Linked DNA regions of Danio rerio: region 2 is linked to region 1. Evidence: chromatin contacts called from public HiChIP or PLAC-seq data. All regions are on one chromosome and are shown on one strand. The core of a region is the stretch at or near the end of the contact, and the rest is flanking DNA. Distances in the headings are between cores, read along the strand shown. Region 1 holds the start of zgc:77486. Region 2 holds the start of colgalt2b (collagen beta(1-O)galactosyltransferase 2b).

Region 1 (5,200 bases), core at 1,107-3,606:
GTGTGCTGAGTTGTGGGCTGACTAGTAACTTTTGATGTGGATGGTTATTTGCTGCTGGACATACTGTTACCCTAAAAAAAACTACATAAAATTCGTAAATAAATCTGTAAAAAAAAAAAAAACACTTGCATGTACCATAACAGTACGATTTTAGTTGTTTTAACCACGGTAAATCTTGAAACCGGTTATTGTTCAATGCTTACCTTGTTGTTTAGTAAATATCTGAAAATAAATAATTACAGCATTGAATAAAAATGTTAACAACAAAGTGTTCCTTAAGTGTAATTTAAATTTAATTTAAATTCAGTCTTACTTTTGTGCCTATATTCATTCATGCATTCATTCACTTTCATTTCAGCTTGGTCTCTTTATTAATATCGCCACAGCGGAATGAAACACCAATTTATCCAACATATGTTTTAGGCAGAGGATCCCTTTCCAGCTGCAACCCATTACTGGGAAATTGGGCCATTTTATTAATCTAAATAAAAGTTTAATTAAATTTGGTGTATTAATAGATTGGTTAACTAATTAAAACCTTAATATTTGTATTTAAAAACCTTTAGATTTCACTTCTGTGTTTAGGTAAATATCAAAAAAACTTTAAAAAATTTAAATTAAATTTAAATTTAAAAGTCTTGCATATGTACACTGTTTAATATTGCAAACATATCTTGAATTTTTGGTTTCGTTTAAGAATTTTTATTTTGTTGCATCCCTAAAAACTAGTGTGGAATATTACCAACTTGCTAAAGCTAAATAATAGCTTTATGCACAAGAGTGATATGTTTGACTTTTATGGTGTCTTTTTGGGCCTTGACAAAGAGGTCAAAGGCCTCCCTGTTGCAGGATAATTGGACAAAAAAGAAATGATAAATGTTGATTACCCACAAGCATTTCAGTGTACAATTAGACTTAGTCATTTGCAATTGTTTCTAAATTATTGTTATCACTAAAGTATGTGTTTGCAAACTGCGAGAAATTAATTTTTAAGTATTGCATTAGGCATTGTTCAAAAAAATTACAAACACATCTTAAATTTTTGGTTTCGTTCAAGAATTTTCATTTGGTGCATCCCGGAAATCTTATACAACTTGCATGGAATATTGCAATTTTTCTGAAGCCAAATAATAGTTTTGAGCTTTCATGGTCATTATGGATTGGAGGATTTGTGAGAAAAAAAATAGTATTCTTGTATTGCATAGGGAGAAACAATACCATAAAATTTTGAATGGGATAAGGGTGAGCAAATAATATTATTATCTTCAATCTATTGTTCTATTTTTATTGTTAAAAATTCACATTTTATTTTAGTGTCCTTGTTACTGGGACAAATAAGTAATGATGAATGAATAAACCACAAGCATGTCGGTCTACAATTAAACTTAGTTATTTGCAATGGTTTCTAATTTACTGTTATCACTTAAGTAAGTAAATGCAAACTGCAACAAGCAAACTGTACAATACACTGTAACAAACCAATTCCGTACACACACATTTAGTGTTAAACTGCATAAAGGCAATATGATGAAACAAATTACACTAAATGTATCAACTTTCATATCCTCCCTGCTCTAGTTAGTATGTACCCATTTCAAATGTATCAAACAAAAGATGCACCAGATAGGAGAAAAACATGAACAATGTTTAACAATGAAAACAGTCGATTGTTGGACTCCAGTTATAGTAAAAAAACTACTTTAAACTCGACTTATTTGTTGTCGACCCTGCTAGAGGCTGTCAACATGCTGCATAAAACAAAAGTTTCTTTGTTCGCTTTTTGTTTCTCAAACAAACAAACGAATGGTCCAGGTTACAGTAACCTAAACAGCCTGCTGATCAAATAACGATTAACAGTCTGGCAACAGTTGCGCTTCAATTCGAATAAAGAAGCAAGTAAGTGTTAAATGTGAAAATATAGAAGTTGACCGCAACAATGCAAACGACAGAATACCATACAAATTATTCTGGTTATTCTGGAGCAAGTCCGTGGAAAATCAGCTGAGAGCGGCTCCGCAATTAGAAAACATTTGTCTTTTACCCGACTATCGCGACAAACAATGATGTCAACGCCAAAGCGACACCCGAGGCGAATATTTCCCTTCAAAAGTAGCTAATATTGTGTGTGGATGACCGTGTTAAAACCGCTGACTAGATGAAAGTCGTTCTTGTTTGTGATATTCATTTAGCCAGGCTAACGCGCTAGCTGTGCTAACGACTAGCAGACGTGATGGCACGCACGCAAAACGGACAGCTGGGACCTCGAGAGCGTCCCACGAACACTTGCGGTACATTAAAACCCCAACAATCTCGAATATTTACCCGTATTTCCGTGTGATTGAAGAGAAATCGACGACCTTGATCCACAGAAATCTGACAGAGTAGGTTCCTGCTATGCGCGTGCGGCCTGCTTCTCTCAACGTCATCCGAAACAACGGGCGTGACGTCACCGTAGCGCAACAATTCATTTTCATCGAAACCACATCATCATCATCACACTTCCCATCAATCCACTCGAGTCTACGCCAAACAATGCTGCCAAGGATGTCTATAACATGCTGTTGATTAGCTTCAAAATGTGTGTATTAAACAACATTAGCTTAAATGACACAGCTTTCTTGTTTTCAGAGTTGTTTGGGTGTAAAAGTTGCAGATAGAAAGGCAAAATCGTCACGTGTAATTATGATTTTGTATGTATCATTTTCACTTTCTGTGCAAAGGCTGCTAGCCTACTTCAACTCCTTTCTTGATATAATTGCGTTAATATGCTGATTTTAGATACAGCATTTAAACATTTCTGTTTATTTTTCACATTATTAAAAGAAATCTTGTTTGGTATTCAAATTAAATACATTCTAATTTGCCTGAATTATCAAGTAAGTAAAGGTTTATTTATATAGCACTGTTCCCAAACATTGAGTCACAAAGTGCTTTACAATAAGAGAAAACAGATAAAAGAACACTAATCAATTAAAGAAAACATGTTCAAACATATTAAAACAAGTTAAAAATCCAAGTAACACTAATACTTTTAATTTAAAGCTTGACCAAAAATGTGTCTTTAAACGCTTTTTAAAAAGTTCAGCTGATCCCAGATTTCTCAGTGCTAAAGGGAGAGAGTTCCAGAGCATTGGGGCCACCACACAGAAGGCACGGTCACCTTTAGTCTTGAGTTCTGGGAATTGCTAAAAGGTCTTTGCCAGAAGACCTCAGAGATCGGCTACATGAGTGACTACGTAAAAGATCTTGAATATATAGGGGTGCTTGACCATGCAGAGCTCTATATGTAATGACCAGAATCCTAAAATTTACTCTAAAACCAATAGGAAGCCACTGAAGTGCTTTAAGCACAGGAGTAATGTGCGACCTGCTACTGGTATTGGTTAAAAGCCTCGCCGCTGCATTCTGCTCAACGTTCAATCAATCCATGGAAGATTTGTTCAGACAAGTGAACAACATTACAATAATCCAAACCGTGAAGAGATTAAGGCATGCAAGCATCTCCACTTTTCCTTTATAACAATATCTCAGATTTTTGCGATGTTCCTCGGAAGTAAAAAGCATCTACAAACAACAGACTTAACATGGCTATTTAAACACAGAGCTCTATCAAAGATGACAACCAGATTTCTAATGTCACTGCAATTTGAAGATGACAAACCCCAAAAACTTGCTTGAGCATTGGGGTGATGCTATCTGGAGTAAAAATCAACATTGCAGAAAATTGTCTGCCATCCAATAGTTAATGGAGACTAAACAATCCTGCAAGAGAAACAGTTTGTCTAGTCTGTCAGGGCTAAAAGAAAATATAATTGTACATCATCTGCATAGCAATGATAAGATATAACTTTAAAACTACCAATAATCTTGCTGAGAGGGAGCGTATTTAAATTAAAAAGAAGAGGGCCTAGGACAGAACCCTGAGGTATCATATTTACAACTTAATATTTATATAATTAATTAATATTTATTAAAATATAATAACCTAAAACTAAAGAGATGCTTATTGATTTTCGGTGTAACTTTATTATTAATGCTATACGCTACTTCTACTATAAATGGTACAGTTGTTGAGATAGTGAATGCTCATAAATACACAGGGGACATTTAAAAAAAAAAGGGGGGGGGGCAGCTAAATAGGATCAAAAAGTTTACGTTCTTATTATTATTAATCACCTTTTTCCAAATGGTTTGTTTCTAAAAGTAAGGGGAACATATCCCACCTCATCCCCACGATTGATACGCCCCTGCCTAGGCACTATCCTGGATGATCAACTAAACTTTGAGGCCAGCACAAACTTTATCTGTAAAAAGGTGAATCAACAATTGTTTTACTTAAGGAGGTTGAAAGGATTTAATATGGAGAGGTCTCTTCTAAGGACATTTTATTCTTCTTTTATTGAGTCTCTTAACTTTTGCAGTAAAATCCTGGAACGGTCATTTAAGGGTGACAAGTAAAAACAGACTTTCAAAAATTGTTCATCTATCTCAAAAGATTTTGGGCACAAATCTTAACAGCATTGGACAGGTGTATGAGGTGAGAGTCATAAAGAGGGTAATATCAATTTTAGCAGATGAGAACCGTACACTTTATTCAAAGATTTGCCTCCTACCATCAGGTAGAAGTAATACTTATTTCAGACGAGCAAGGTCCAACAGATATTTGCATTCATTTGTTCCAGTTGTTTATTTGTTCCAAGCTTTAGGTTGTGTGTTTATTTTTACTTGATAGTGATTCATTTTTCTTTTTTAGTTGTTTTTTCCATTTAGTTTTTATTGCAGTTTTCAAATCCACAGACAGATAGGCATTTCCACAATGTATTTACAAAACAATCAAACATCGCATTCCCAAAATTGTAGAAATAAATGAAATTATAAAATACCAAAAAATTCCATTAATAAATACGGAAGTTACATTAATGATTTAAGCACATTATAAGAAACAAGAAAAATCAATACACTCATAATTGTTGTGTATATCATCAAAAAGAAACAGATTTGTTGCTTTTCAGTTACATTTCAATTGTGTACTTTTTTACAACCATATTGTGGCACCGTCTACCCTTTTCTTTCTTTATTTTTATAATCTATGTACATATGGAACTATGAGGATGGTACATTTAGGATCTTAAATGTAAAATATTAATTTATTTGGGTTTTTTTTTAAATAGGTATTGTTCTTCTCGCTATCTTACTGTTA
Region 2 (5,200 bases), core at 1,980-4,479, 130 kb after region 1:
TTTTCAGTACAACTTTAAAAAAAAAAAAGTTTAGGTCTTAGACCGTCTTACTTGTTTCCTTTCAAATACTGGTTGTTGGACTAGCAGCAAAAGGTGGTACTGCACATAAGGATACGCAAGAAAGGTGTGCCACTGCACTTCTTTTCTCAAATATCTTTAGAATATGTGGAAGATCAGTAAATAATGACAGATTTTCATTTTTGGGTGAACTATCCTTTTAAGTGGACAAATAAATGTATTGGAACTGTTTTTTAAAGAGTGGACACATTGGTTCTGGACACATTGAAAAGAACAATACTGAATAAAAAATATGCTAGTTAGGCTTTAGACCCCACCAAAAAGACGCTGTGCCAGTGTTTTGTTTACAGCAGCACTCATGCAAACCTAATAAAACACAAAAACACTCACAGATGTAATGACATATAATCATTTCCAGATCTCTCCTTCAGATCAATACCCAATATATCTCCATTCTTTCCTCAGGAACTTTGTTACATTCACCATGCTTTATTTATTGCCCAGCATTCCTCAACAACAACATCATAACTGCAGGAATGAACACCTGAGTTCGCTTGTATGGCTGTCAAGAAAAATCATATCATTCCGGTAATAAGTCTTGTAAACACAAAAGTGAGCAGTCGGCTCTTAAACGAGTCTGTGTTCAATAAATCTGACTGTAACTTGATCGGTCATGTGTCAAACGCTGTGTTAGTGCTATTATCTTAAACACCATTTTATTAATTACAGGACTGTGCCTTTGGGAACATGAACACTCTTTAAGCCTTTCCTCTGTATTACTTAAAACTGTCTGAGCTATTAATCAAGACATTGTCAGAGGAAATCGTTCTCTGACTCTTTAACATTTTAGCAGCTTATTACACACCACTGTTGAATACTTGCTTCTGATTGGTCAGTTGCACTATCCAGCAATTTGGCATCCCATCCAAATTCCAGTAATTGAAGATGGCGCAACATGCTTTTTAATATTGGAATTTTGCATTAAGTGAGCTAACAAAATATGAAATCCTAATCTAATAATAACAAGATATGTAATAGTGCAGGTATATTTTTATTCTGCAACAATACTCAAATTTATATTGAATGCAATTCACCTTTATTCCTTTAAGAGCCCCTATTATGCATTATAAAAGGTCATATTTTGGTTTTGGGGGTCTTCAACAACAGACTGATTGTTGCAAACACAAATACCAATGTTCATTTCTCTAATTCTATCTGAGAAATCACTAGAACAAATAAGTTGGGGGAAAGTGGAATAGAGAGATGTCACAGTGGGTGACCCGTGCACGTGGTCAATCGGGATGGAATGTAGTTTGCTGGGCTACTCGTAGTGCCCCTGTGTAATTCTCAACAGTGCTCCTCCCCTGCCCCATTCTTCTCGCTTCATGTTTTCCTCTCGCTAATTCTCCACATTCTTTCGCAAAACAGTGGGACTTTCAGCCTGTCATTTTACTGCTCCGTTTGTTCAGTAAACTCCTGAAGGTCTTCCTGACAGACACAAATGACCACAGATAGCTAGTTTAAAGTTGGCATGACATGGAAAATTTGATTTCCATCGAATTGTATGTGCACATTAATGTTTTAAACAATCCAAAGCTAATTTTTTGTCGATAATCATTACAGCTCAGATACACATTGAAACGTTAAGTTCAACAACTGGATGAACAATTTGTCATTGAGGATTTTAAAGCAGCAGCGATAGTAAACGATAGCTTATAGTACAAATGATAGTACATGGATTCAAAAATCAGAACTGTGCTTTTCCAGCTAAAACCTGCCAGAACAAATAAAGAGAAAAAAAGAAGCGGTAAAACATGAAATAGAGTGTACTGTAAACCTAAACACGTGGAACTGAATGCTTTCCAATTGGTTTTGCTTAGATGTTGGAGCAGAGCGACATTAGGGAAGGGAGGGAGCTGAAATTGAAAGCTTTGTGTGCATGTGAGCCTCTATAAAATGGATCTGAACAGAAAAACTAAATCACCTGTTTACCACGAGAAAGGTTGAAGGGAAGGGAAGTTAGAACAGTTACAGTGGATGCTCACCTGTGGCATATGGAAATGGAGAGATAATATGCCAGAGTTTAAACCTTCTTCTCCTCCCACTTGTAATTATTATGGATTGAAATATTATGAATGCATATACTGTTCAACTGGATCCACAATTTAGCACACCGTCCTAACTAGATTATAGCAGTGACTAATATAATCTATTCCTATAGTCTAACTAGTTAACAACATTGTAAGTATTTCTACATACTCGTATATATGCGTTTCACCAGTAACAACAAATGTTTACAACTTAAAAGCGCAAACCGAATTCTCTCCTGAGTGAAAGTCACCAGCAACACAGTGGTTCATCTAGAAATTTGTTGCGGACAGTTCAAAGCCTTGAACTTTCACTTTACTAATATTACACTGATAAATTACAAATAACCTACATCTAAATAATGGTCAAATAGTTGACAGGACGAGCGGTTACGCGAGACAAACCTCAATTAATGTTGTGCTGTCGCCGCGAACATTAGCTGACAGGAAAACGTCATTAAACAGTTGGCGCTCTAATTATAAGACCCGACAGGACATGTTGCTTAGCCAGCAAATGTCTTTCATCTCCATTTAACATGTAATTAAATCCCTGCACACACGCGTGGACAGAGTGTAGTAAAAGCTCTTTAACAGGTCTGTTTCACGCAGACAGCGGCGTCTCTGTTCCTCTATCTGCCTGAAGGTTTTCATTAACCGAAGTTTACCTGCGCACGCTTCACAATAACTCCACTATGCACAGGACCTTCTCGGTTTTCAGCCACCACACTAGCTGCAAAAGCAAACCATCTGATCACACAAACTTTCGTCTTTAAAAGCAACCCCCCATGAAAACAAAAGTTCAGACAGGAGTTATTCACCATATCGCAATCCGGTCCTTCGGGTAGTCCAGGCGGTCGATGCAGTCCAGGTAGTAGGGCAGGCTGTGCGCAGAGTTTCGAGCAAGAATCGCGATCATGACTTTGGGCTTGAGCAAGGAGGATTCTGGCACGGGGTTCGGGTCCTGCACGTGAGCCATAAGCTCCCCGCTGCAGTTTTGCGCCATGACAGCGCAAATCACAGCCGCAAAAACGAATCCCTCAGCCGGCATCTCTGCCTGATGGACACCGCTGCCTGCCACAACCTGAGCGGGGTGTCCGAGTGAATGGGAGGCTGAAAAACAGAGAGGGTGGGTTAGAGGGGTAGAGAGAGGTGGAGAGGTTTAGAGGGGTTACCTTTGACGAAAGTCTGGTGCCTCCTCCAAATGTTTACACCCTTCACTCTTTGAGAGATCAGTAAGGAATGATGACATATTGGATGCGCATAGACCTAGTGGAAAACCGCTCAATAAATAAACTAGTTAAAAGCCAATATCATGTTCATAATTATGCTTTGTAAGACAATATACTGTTATTTAGCAGACTTAAGGGCCGGACATCAATCTTAGTAAGTGCTGCTTGCAGCTTACAGGCCCTGTACACGTGCGCGCAAATGATATGACGTGCCAATCCACCTGATCAGGTTCTCGTGGAGGCCTACTACGTTTAAGTTTTTCTTTACCAATTCAACTTTTGGGCAAAGACCTGAAAATTTAAATTTCATCTTAAAGTGATATTGTCAAATGCTTTGGAGCACAGACTTAAGTTTGGTCTTTTTACTCAAATTAGGCTATTTCAGATTGTTGCAGGTCATCATTGGTTTGTTTAGATTTGTTTTTAGATTAGACTCCTGCTCTCTGGGCCTCTAAAACCTGAAGTTACAAAACTACACAAACTTTTCCTACTGTAAAAATTTAAAAATAAATACATAAATAAATAAAGTTAGCCATAATTCATTTGCGCTGCCTCAAAGGTTTTCATTTACATGTTTTTGTGTTCCGCAGTGTAGCCAATGACAGACACTCTGTATCTGTTGATTCAGAATTCAGTGTTCAGTAAGAGGTGTCAGATTGCACTCATAATATTCAGACATTCTGCATAGTCACAAAACATCTCATTAAAACCAAGGGATTCATTGTGCAGTGTAGACAGTTGTGAGACGAACTCAACTGCAGTGAACGAGAACTTGGCATTTAGTTTTGTATTAAGAGGTATAAATTGCAATGACTAAAATGAAGACAATAAGTTGGCAGGGAAATCAATATTTGTGCTTGAAGAAATAAAAACAGATTAATGGACACACATTTGATAGGCTACATTGAAGATTTTGTTTTCAAAATATGTTGTAAATACTTTTGCATTTACTTATTAAATTAATAACAATTAGTAAATCTAAGTCTATGTCTATAGGCTACTATTCTTGTAATGGTGAGTTATTGCCTTCACATTAGGCTATTAGAGTACTAGTTCAGTAGCTAGCACCCTCATTTATGTGCATCTGGACCTGGGCCTGTTCAGAGTTCTTGATTGGCTTTCGTTTCCCTTCTTTCTTTCCTCATTGCTGATTTGATTTCTCCGTCGGGTGCTCGATCTCTTTCCATTCGCGTCTCATCGTGTATCCCAAACTTCAGTCGTGACATCAGCAGCAAATTCACTGTCTGCAGCTGACACCTGCTGCTCTGGGATCTCATTTAAACTCAGAATTTTTCTGACGTTGTAAATCAATCTACTTTTGGTGGCCAATACAAAGCAGTAAGTTGTAAATACAAATGCATAGCGTATTTGGGTGCAAAATACGATTATATCGGACGGTTAAGTAATTTAGTTGTACTACTGCGGTACTCGCTTTCCTCGAGGAACATTTGGGTTTTGTACTGTGCGGATGTTATAACACGCGTATTTTTGATTGTTTGGTGACCCCTGCTGTTTAAAAACGGAAACGAGGTAAAGGGTGTGTAAGACAGGTTTCATTTTTGTTCTATCAACGTTTGCAAACGACTTATTTAGGGTTTGTCTGCTGGAATCGGTTCAGCCTGCTTTATCTGATCCACATTAATCTAGATTTTAGAACATAGTTACAAGTACCTGTTAGCAATTTCCCAAGGTTTAGCAACAAACAGTCAATTTTCACTTTGATTTTCCTATTTTTCCACTTTGAAGAACACAACACGTGCAACCAAAACCCTTTAGTTTTTGCTTCAAGATTTTTTCACATTTGGTCAATGCATGTGTTTTAGACACAGAACAGACCTTTAAACTGCAGCTTCTCCCTCAAAGCAG

Evidence for each region. HiChIP or PLAC-seq counts read pairs in DNA pulled down with a chosen protein or histone mark.
Region 2: a contact with region 1 is called in an H3K4me3 HiChIP or PLAC-seq map of gastrula embryo, with 5 times the contacts expected there. The contact joins the promoter of colgalt2b here to the promoter of zgc:77486 in region 1. A contact is called at or near these places in 2 of 4 datasets of contacts at active chromatin or transcription factors (embryo and gastrula embryo).

The regions. Positions count from the first base shown.
Region 1 is chr8:21,133,116-21,138,315 of GRCz12tu, forward strand. It overlaps zgc:77486, which reads right to left and starts at 2,357. Exons shown (of 5, transcript NM_212872.1): 1 at 2,323-2,357.
Region 2 is chr8:21,261,051-21,266,250 of GRCz12tu, forward strand. colgalt2b (collagen beta(1-O)galactosyltransferase 2b) reads right to left here and starts at 3,230. Exons shown (of 12, transcript NM_001130076.1): 1 at 2,924-3,230. The coding sequence starts at 3,153.